Linked DNA regions of Mus musculus: region 2 is linked to region 1. Evidence: chromatin contacts called from public targeted proximity ligation data. All regions are on one chromosome and are shown on one strand. The core of a region is the stretch at or near the end of the contact, and the rest is flanking DNA. Distances in the headings are between cores, read along the strand shown.

Evidence for each region.
Region 2: a targeted proximity ligation map of pancreatic cancer cells shows a contact between it and region 1.

What each region holds. Positions count from the first base shown.
Region 1 is chr15:58,250,609-58,255,652 of GRCm38.p6, forward strand. Gm36193 (a long non-coding RNA gene) reads left to right here. Exons shown (of 5, transcript XR_384118.2): 3 at 148-741; 4 at 1,951-2,157; 5 at 2,502-2,743. Among named protein-coding and RNA genes, the nearest start is that of Gm36193, 7.2 kb to the left of the region's middle.
Region 2 is chr15:58,775,875-58,781,323 of GRCm38.p6, forward strand. No RefSeq gene overlaps it. Among named protein-coding and RNA genes, the nearest start is that of Gm41329, 19 kb to the left of the region's middle.

The DNA.
Region 1 (5,044 bases), core at 2,508-5,007:
AAAACATATGTACCAATTCGTCAAGATCACTTTACATTCTAGAAGCATGGTCTTGCTAGTTGGGTTAGGGGAAGGAAAAGGGCGTCCTGGGTGTGATGTTTGTGTTGGGAATTTCTCTGCATGCTAACCAGTGTTTGTTCAATATAGTGTTCTGTGGGACTCTCCGTTTTTCCTAACTCTGAGAAAAGTAATCCGCCAGATCTCTTCAGGCCAAGGTAACAGTGATCGTTTACACCCTTCATAAATGCTAGGGTGAGGTCAGCACAGTGTTATCCTTTCCAACGGCAGGTGGGGAACACTCAGGTAACAATGGCTGGTGGGTGGGAGAGAGCTTGGATCCTGGTCAAGTTCTTCTTGGAGATGGAACAGGAAATGATTGTGTGTCTGGCCCCTCGCCAGGAGTCCCCTTGCCAGCGTCTCCCCATCCCTCATGTGGTCCACCCTCACAATGGAGCACCTCCTATCCAAGTGAGTGTGTGGGCTGTTGGTGGAGGGAAGGGGCAAGGGCCAAATGCACCTGGGATGTGAGCTGCATCGTGGGTGCTGGACAGGCTGGTTGAACACCATTGTCTTCTAGATTCTGCTGGGGCTTGGGGATCAAAAGCGGAAGCTTCCCACGGGGAGATTAGCTAAGTGAAAACTGTAATCCAACACAGCGAGTTCGCATCTTGATGAGTGCAGAGCCAAAGCAAGCATGACCAAGACACAGGGGTGTGGAGAAAGATTTAACACCTGCAAGAGGTAAGTAAAGCCTAGACTTAGTTCCAAGACAATGGCCTCTCCCAACAAAGGAAACACGGGGACTTTGTGGATATATATATATGTGTGTGTGTGTATAAAAATCATATAGGAAGATACTTGAGAGTGGGCACATTCCTGGGCATGCTCAGCGAGGGAGTGTATTCTTGGTCTGTTCGTTTAAGGCCTTAACTGAAGGAGGGAAGGGAATAGACACTTTGGGGAGGGCATAGACAATTTTTAGGTGGTTAACAATGCTGACTACAATGTCTCTGAGCATGTCTACCTTACATCATGAATTTTAGCTGAGAAGAAAGGAAAGGACCTTGTCTTACTTAGCCCCTAACAGAACTTGCTTTGGTTTGAGGTGTCCATCTTAGGTCACTGTATTTCTTAGTTAATGTTGGACTGGACATCTTGCTTCCTATAAGGTACAGCTGTTTGTGCAAGAGGGAAACTCAGAAGCTCCCTGTGTCTTTTCTTTCTTCCTTTTTGCTTCAGTGTTGGCTCAGGGTTGAGTGAATTCCTAAATAGTTTATGCTTTGAGTTCTTAGCTAATGACTGTACTGTTACAATAACTTTTAAGTGTTAAAAAAAGACCTTTCTGTTGGAGATATTTTCAAATATATGCAAATAAAAATATTATATAACCACAAACCACTTACCTGTCACTTCAGCTTCAACCGCTATCAGCATTCAGTCGAGGCAAGACTTTGAAAACCTTCAGTTTAACTGTTACTTTAAGTCTTCAAGGTTTTCTCTGTACTGTGCACTTTATAACGCACTTGAGTATGATGGTCTATCCTTCTGTTGGTTAGATTTAGAACCACTTATGACACCAACAAACCTTTTGTGTTGCTGGCCAGCTTTTCTGAAGACTTATCTAATTAAATCTGTGGATTGGGGGCAGACCCACCCTAAATATGGGTGGCACCATCCGAAGGTTTGGGGACTGCATGCATTAAAAGATAAGGAGCGAAAAGGCTCTCTCTCTGCTTCCTGACCATTGGAACTTGAACTTCTCTGCTCCATTGGATCATCCCTGTCACAATGACCCACTGCTCCAAAACTGAGCAAAATGCACCTTTCTCCCCTTTAGTTATTTCTGTTGGGTATTTTGGTCATAGCAATGAAGAGTGATACAAGCTATCCTATCTCATATATATAAATATACCACACAGGTGGACCGCAATTGAATCCCTTCCGTCCTAGGGTTTTCGATGAACTATTTAAGGAAGGATGCCCCACCTTGTAGGCAAGAAGCACATCCAGTGTGCACAGCTGATCCTGTACCCCTGCATTCTCATTGGCTGCCATTGCCTTTAAGGAGAGCTCTGCAAGGACCTACTGTCTACCTTCCTCTCTCTGCTCTGGAAATTGTTGTGAGTCCATGAAGAGTGCACACTGTGCACAGCACAGGTAGCGATCCATGTTTGCTCCTGCCCAAGGTCTTTTGGACATCCTTCCTGCTGTAGTTTCCCATCTGGGCTGTGATACCATGTTCTTAGGGGAGTCTTTGGTTCTGTCCAATTCAATCTGGGCTTTCTAGTGATGCGTTCTTACAGAATTGAGTCTTTCTTTTCTTTTACTCTTATCTTAATCTGTCACAATAGAGTCTTCTTGGTGATGGCGATATCTCTTCATCCCTTAAGAGTACACTCTCTAAGACTGCCACCTTTCCCACTGTCTGTGGAGTGCATGCGCGGGATATAACAGATGCCCCACCAATTGCGGACTAACTGAATGCTACTTTACTGTTCAAGGTTAAGACAGAACAACGGTAAAATGAGATCCCTGTAAACCAGCTGCTGGATGAATCATCACGGCATGCGAAGTTCAATACTGGAAGAGATAAGCAACAATGCAGGAAAACAACTCCAGTTCACAGGCAGTGCATGGTTAACTGCCAAACGAGCACTGTCTGAAGATGTCAAAAGCATCAGGTTCAAAGAGAGAACAACCTCTGTGGGCTGGGCTGGGCTGGCTTCAGACTGTATCATCTTTTGAAATATAAAAGCCACATGTGAACAAACATATTGATGTCCTGGAAGCTGAAATTCTTGCTCATGATAATGAGTGTAATTTAATTTCGAGTTACAAGAGTCTCTAGTTCGACCCTGGAGTCATGACGATCATGCAGAACTTCCCACATCGTTCCAGCATGGATGGAACCTGCCCTTTCTCAGGCTCAGAGTCAGGTCTCTGGCTTATCAGTGATAACTGTCCTCGGGCCTTGAATCAGTCCTTCCTCTGCCTGATTTCTCGAGTTCCGTCTCCCATGGTTTTGTGATAAGGGGCTTGTTTTGGGAATGATTTGGAACTTGTGGGCTGACATGTGGAGGCCAGCCTGACCTCTATAGGACCAGACTCTGGTACCTGAGGTCAGCTTTGTCTGCATCTGCCTTAGTTTCAGCACACACCCGTTTATTTCACTCTTTCCCACCCATCTTGCTTTAAAGCATCATCTTTATGAAGGCAAAGGTCCTTAACCAGGTTGTTGCCATGGAAACCTCAGCACACAGGGCTTGGCAGGTGTTTGGTACCTGCTTGTTGAGTGGAGAAGGGTGAGGTTCATGGCCCTGAGTGAAAGCACAGAGGCCAGAGGCTATCCACCTTGCTTCTCCTCTGCTTGTAACTTCAGGGTGAGGTATTGTCCTCTATCTCTTTATTTCCCTTGACATTACCCAACACCAGGTGCTTGCGTGCAGTCAATGTGAGTGGGCACCAATTAAGTGAAGTTAGAGAAGCCTGGGCAGTCATTTGGCCATGGGGTGAAGAGGAAGGAAAGGCAGGCATGAATGAGTTGACTGAAGTCCCTGTTCTCTTTTACCCTTTGTGCAATCTTGGGCAAATCACTAGACTTGAGGGCCTCAGCATACTCATCTGTGTGATGGGAATATTGGCAGCAGCAGTTGTTGTCCCAGGGCAGTTGTGAGGCAGCCTGACTGGGAAGAGGACTGTAAACAATGTAATGGCTGGAGATAAGCGTCATGGTGGACTCTTGCCAAGACCACTTGGAAAGGCTGGGGATTCCCACAGGGCAGTCAGCAGTGTCTTTGGCCTTCAGATGGACTCTGAGCCCGGAAGCTGAACTGGCTGAGTCAAGATGTCCAGGAGCTCCAGTTATCACTGCCCTTCTTTGCCCCACCCTCCTCTAGGCTCCTTCTGCTCGCTCACCTAACCTGGTGATGTGTCAGGCCAAATGTGGCCTGGTAGCCTGAGTTATCTGGAATCACCTTCCAAAACCATACCTGCATTTATGTGTCAGTGGAGGGAAGAAAAACAAGAGAGGGTACAGGGGATGCAGAAAATACGCACGCAAACAGTATTCTCCCCTCCACTACCAACCTTGAATTTGGCTTGTGGTTTCCCAAGGTTTTCTCCACTCAGTGCCAGCCTTGCAGAGAGAATGGAGATCTACTGGGTTTGGTTTGAGGGAAGCCAAAGACCCTCTCTCATTCTCTCAGATTGGCCTGGAATTTTCCCACCGGAACTTTTAGTTTGATGCTTGTATGTGCTCTGTGAAACATAATTTACCATTATTAACCTCTGAGTTTAGAGTGGAGGGTCAGGGACACAGAAGGGGTCATTTGGGGGGTTGGGAAGACACCGTTAGGAGCTATCTTGAAAGGATATCCTGGGGGTGGAACACCGTGTGAAGGCTTAGGGAAGGGACCGCAAGAACTCAGCCAAGGTTGAGGGGAGGGAGGATGGAAAAATTGAGACAGGGAGGTGGGAGCAAGAGGTGGAAGGCCTTGTTAAAAAAAAAAAAACAACCTAATTTCACCATAGGTCTGCACAGAGGGGCTGCTCTGCCTTAGCAAGCTCATTACTACTAATTAGTATTAGTGGAAATGTAGTTGATGTGTGCTTGTGTGTGATGGATGAATGCCTGCACATATGTGGCTCCCACCAGTGACGATGCAGAGGGAGGGCTTTTAAGATACCTTCCTCTCTCTGCTGTAATGTCATGAAGCAGCGTCTCTCCTTGAGCTCAAGATCACCATTTTGTCTAGACTGGCTGGATAGCAAGTTCCACCTGTCTCATGCCTCTCCATGCTGGCGTTAGAGACATGCCGGCTATGCCTGGTCCTTTCCTATGGAAACCAGGGATTCAAAATCAGTAAGCCAGGCACTCCTGCTTGCATAGCAAGCACTGCTATGCACTGGGCTATCTCCCCAGCCCGGAAATATAATTTACTTTTACTTAAACTGCAAGGTATCTTTAATGTTGTCAAAATAAAAATAGTCCTATTGATAAGTCAAATGTACTTTAATAATAGTGTTATAATTTTATGCATAAGGC
Region 2 (5,449 bases), core at 432-2,931, 520 kb after region 1:
CAAGGCTTTTATGAATTGTAATCTCTTTAGATTTAAGGAGAGAGACAGGAGGGCTAATGCAGTTAAACTTGAGGGCACAAATGCCTTGGCTCTCAGAAAGGAATGTCCCTGTGGAGACGCTCTTAGAGCAGCCTGGGCTGGAGCCGTTCTCTTGAAGTTTCTAGACTTCAGTAACCAGGAAAGCCAAGCAGTTGCCAGGTTAAGGAATTTCATTTCTCCTGCACCCTTAACTTTGCTTGTCTTTGGGACCTGCGAAACTGAAGAGTAGACCCGACAGGGGTAAAGGGAACGAGCGATTACAGGTGCTGAAGCGCTTTCTAGGCCAGGTGTGGTAGGGACGCGTGCCTATAATCATCACATTTACAAGGTGGAGCCTGGAGGGTCAGGAATTCGAGGCTGGCCTCAGTCACAAAGGGAGTTCACTCCAGGTCACCCTGGGAGGCATGAAACAAAGTCTTAGAAGAGAAAAGGAAGCTATCTTGGCCCCAGCATGGTGGTACACGGCTATAATTCCAGCATCAGGCAGGAGGAAGCAGGGACAGAAGCAAGTTCAAGGACAGAGTAGGCAAACCCTGTCTCAAAAATGAAATGAAGTTTAAAAAAAAAAAACAAAACAGTCAGTTGATTGCTTCGGTGAAGAAAAAGCAGTTTGTAAAATCCAGTACACATTTATGATTAAAAAACAGACATCCTACCAGATAGGACAGAAATTGTTACTCCGGTAAGAAACATCTATTAAAAAAAAAAAAGGCAATTTTTTTTTTTTAAGAAACTATGAAAATTTCCACTCTTGACGCTCCTGCTCAAAAGCTGAAGGAAGAGGCACTGCCCACGCTGTGTTGATGATCTCCAGCAAAATCCTAAGCCAAGCACAGCATCTCAGCATAGGAGAATCAACCTCTCACAACCAGGCGGACAGGTGACTACCCAAGTCAGAAACAGAAAAGACCACACAGGCAAATGACTACATAAATAAGCAGCTTGAGCAAACAAAACCTATACAGAAGCTGTACATAGAAAACAATTAAATGCTATTTATACGTGACAAGGACAGTAAATATCCAGAAAGAAAAGACCTAGAAGAAACAATGAGCCAGAAGAAACTAGAGAGCTGGTTTTACACACACACAAAAATCTATGAACTGCTGTTGGATTCAAGATGGAGGATGAATTACACACACAGAGAAGAGTTGTTGAAAATGCATCTTCCCAAACTGAGTTGGGAAACAGTGCAATTGAGATGTGCCAGTATGATCTTGTTGGTTTGCTGGGTTTTATGCTGCAACAGGCTGGCTGGTATCTGCAAGTTGGCCTTAAACTGTATACAGAACACAAGGGACCAATTGGGGCACAAGCAGTGTCAAAGAATTATTTGGCAGAATATAACTAGCTAGGGGGAAGAACAGAAAATGAAGGAGTTCAAGTATGTGCTCTATCAGTACTACTTCTTCCATAATGAAGTATCACAGATCACAAATGCATTAACTCATGGCTTGTAGGTCAGAAGTCTTGTGGGCCTGGCTAATCTCTCAGCACTGGGTCTCACAAAGACAAAATCAAAGTGCCAGGGGCTTTGTCACTTTCTGGAGTTTCTAGAGGGGAGCCCATTTCCCTGCTCGTGCAGGAAGCTGGGGATATAAATTCTCTGTTTTCTTACTGACTCAGCCTCTGGAGGTGGTCCAAATTCCTTGGATCATGGCCTCTTTCCTCCATCCTCAAAGATATTAACAGAGCTGGGAGTCACTCCCTTTTTCCTATACTGGGTACTGAATTATCCACATCCTTAATGCCGCATGCAAACCCGTTATACAGCAGCCTCTCAAGTTCCAGGGATTCGGACCCAGCATCTTCAGTGTGTATGCGGAAACATTTGGGGGCATACACCTCGGTGCACCTTTGGTTTTTCTCTTTATCCTATTTTCTGATGATCACCTTCAGACCCCTCCTTCTGTTGGCTCCTCAGTTCTAATCTTTTCTGTGAAGCCTTCTGCTTTTTCCTTTCCATCCTAAACAGGGCCCATTTCCCAGAGTTTCCAAGGGAAAGCCACAGTTTGAGAACCCAAAGCTCTCTTGGGTTCTGTACTCTTGTAGAGAGCTTTTAAAACTACAGAGGCCAAATCGCCCACCAAGTAGAATGTCAGCCTCTAGGCTGAAGGCAGCTACAGAAGCTAGCTAGCTCAGCTCACGGATGCCCACTCATCTTAGGCTTCCCTTTGTCAAATTCTTCAAATAGGTGAGCCCTAGTCTTCAGCCACATTTTCCGCTGGATGGCCAGGATGGATTTTTGCTGGGTAATGATCATTGCAAGAACTACTGACCACTGTATCCCAACTCTTTCTCTGCCTGAATGGAAATGGTTGGCACATGCTACGTGTGTTGGATCAGGTGTTTTCCATGTATAGGTTATCTGATACCAAAGTGTCACTTAAAGACAGGACAGGATGCTGCTGTTCTTGATCAACAGTCACTGCTCAGGAACTTGAGCCTTCTCCCAGATGGGTATCTTCACACTGAGGGGACAGGTGAGGTATGAATATGTGGTAGCCAAAGTGACAGATTGTGAGAGACAGCTGCCTCCTCAGACATCCTTCTCATTTCTTGCTACAGACTTGGTCACTCAGAATGGAGACAACTGTAAGCTTCTAGGTAGAAATTTGAGAGACGTGTCACATAGTGATTTAAGTCACTTTGAGCCATTTACCTTTTTTTAATTCCTTCTTCCTGTGCAGGATGTGGATATAACTGATGGGACTCAACCAACCATTTTAGACCATGCATTGACTTTTAAGTATAAAATTTATACTTGAAACAACAGGACTCTAGGTCTCTAACCATTTTCTGAAGTGTAACCCCTTTACCAGGTCTGAACAACATGCTGTGATAATGTTATTATACAGGACACAAGTTTCTGCCTCGTTTCTGGTATTGTTATCCTGGGATTTCAATATCTGTACCTGGAGCTAATGTAATCAGGATGGTTCAAACCACAGTTCTCAAATTGGAGGTGTGATCTGCAGAGTTTCAGTGTTTGTATTAAAGTAGTTTGTGTGTTCAAAACATTTTTCCTAATACATTAAGGCATTATTCCTTTTTCCACTATGGTATGGTCACTGACAGAGCAAAAGGAATGATGTGCCTGTAGCTGCAGAGGGTGAGCAGGGTGCCTGGAGCCTAGGAATTTGAGATCAACCTGGGAAACACAACTAGATAGGAGTGGAAAATAGGAGAAGGGGAAAGGGAGAGGAAAGAGGGAAGGAGAGAGGGTGAAGTGGAAGTTGGGGGAAAGAAGGGAGAGAGGGAGTGAAGGAGCCAGTGGGCAGAGTATAGTGTGGAACAAACCTAGTTCCAAGCAGGGCTTAAGCCGACACTGTGTTCCTCACTGCCATGAGCTTATAGCTTGAACTCAAAGATACTGTCAAACAAAAGGCCACTAATATATATTCCCTCCCTTTGCAACCAGGGATCTGTGTGAGGTTTTATTTTCTCCAAGCAGAACAATAGCAAACAGATCAAAACGGGTGAGAATCCAGCTGCTTCTAGTAACCTAGACATTAAAGACATTTGGAAAAACTGTAAAACTCTTTTCTCCTCACTAGCTTCTGAAAAATAATTTCCATAAAGTATGTATCACGTATGTAAACACTTAGTTGGTTTGTAGTTATACTAAATGAACAAATTAATTTTATAATATGTTAGTTGCATCTCTAACACAGTATTACATAAAAGCCATTTGGCGAACGTCAAATGTTTGTAGAATAAAGGCATCTTGAAAACAAGACACTTAAAATCTTTGGTTTGTGATACTGAATTTAAGACATAACCACAAAGCTGTTCTCTTATGAAAACACACGTGCCGTTAAGCCCCAAAGTGGAGAAATAGCACAATACTAAGGAAATGGGGGAAGGGGAGGGGAACGGGCAGAGAGTTTCAAAACTGTAAATAAACAGCATTGGAGTGAAGCATCAGGGGAAAATGAGATTACTGTAGTCATTAGTTCTAACACACATGCACAGAGAATAAGCCAAGAGAATTTATTTTCTTAAAAAGAGGGTCTCACTGTGTATCCCTGGCTGGCTTGAAACTAGATGCGCATGCTGGCCTTGAACTCTGGAGCCTCCCAAGTGCTATGATTAAAAGCATGCGCCACCACGCCCGGCCCTTGAAATCGATTTGCAAATAGAGAATGCACATACAGAGTGCATGTCTCATTCCGCCTTTGATTACCTGTAATAAAAACTGGCCCAGAGAACGGCCTGTAAAGTCACCAGCCTGCCAGAAGCAAGATGTGTAAAGGTCAGAAGTGGCGGAGAATGTGAGACAGGAAAGGAGACAATCTGTTAGGATGGATACAGAGGTATCCAAAGGGCACCCTGATGAGCCAGTCAGCACTCTAGTACTTCAGACAAGGAGCCACTGAGCGCCTAGAAAAGGCCAGTTTCCATTCAGAGCCCAGGAGCCAGTGAGCAGAGGGCAGACACCTCTCCCTCAGACCTGACATTTCAAACCCAGCTAATCTTTTTCTTTTGAAATGTGGGCTCCTTCTCTGAGTCAATGTAGAAGAAAGAACCGTCAAACACGTTAGTGAAATAAACTACTTAACTTGTATTTATTCTCCCCTCAAGTAGGAATGGAGAAGAAAAGAGAGGATGTTTGATTGGCATGTTTTTAAAGTCACAGCATGGAACATAAAATGTATCCTAAAAACTACTTCTGTCGTCCTGAGGTTCGGGAAAAGAAAACAAGGAAAAGGAGACAAGCACGGGAGGCATACAAACGTGATGCTGCTGCTGGGACTTCCAGGTCAGTGTGCAAGCGCTGCTGCCTTCTGGTGTGTGTCTGAAGACAGCTACAGTGTACTCAAAAGAAAAAAAGAAAAAGAAAGTGAAATAAAGAGGAAAACATTCACAATGCACACCAAGGGGAAATATTATTTCATATGTCTGAGATTAGGGCAACATCAATTTCCTAGAATCTAGCACACTTCTCTGCACAGATGTCTATCTGTACTGTGCATGCTAACATTTTAAGCATGCATTTATTTCTATGTTCTTTTCCCCCCACCTATGTTCCCAACAGAATAAGCTTCATGAAGACAGAGACACTAAGTCTGGTGGTACAGGCCTCTAACTCCAGCGCTCAAAAACAGAGGTGAAAGAAATGCCCTAAGTTTGGTACCAGCATAGTGAGACTTTGTGTCAAGAAAAGGAGAAAAGCGAAAACACCTCACAGACAAACAGTAGGTATTAGTTCCTTAAACAGCTGCTAGCACACTGAATGTAACCAGGCTGACAGAATTTATCAAGCAGAGCTTGAGATTTCCAACAAGATCTGATAGGTTATAGATGAGAAAATGAATTGGTTTTTGAAAAACTGTTTCTTTGTAAAAAGAACGTGAATTTCTTTATTAAAACAACAGATAACACAACGTTCGTAAGAATGATGTCCTAT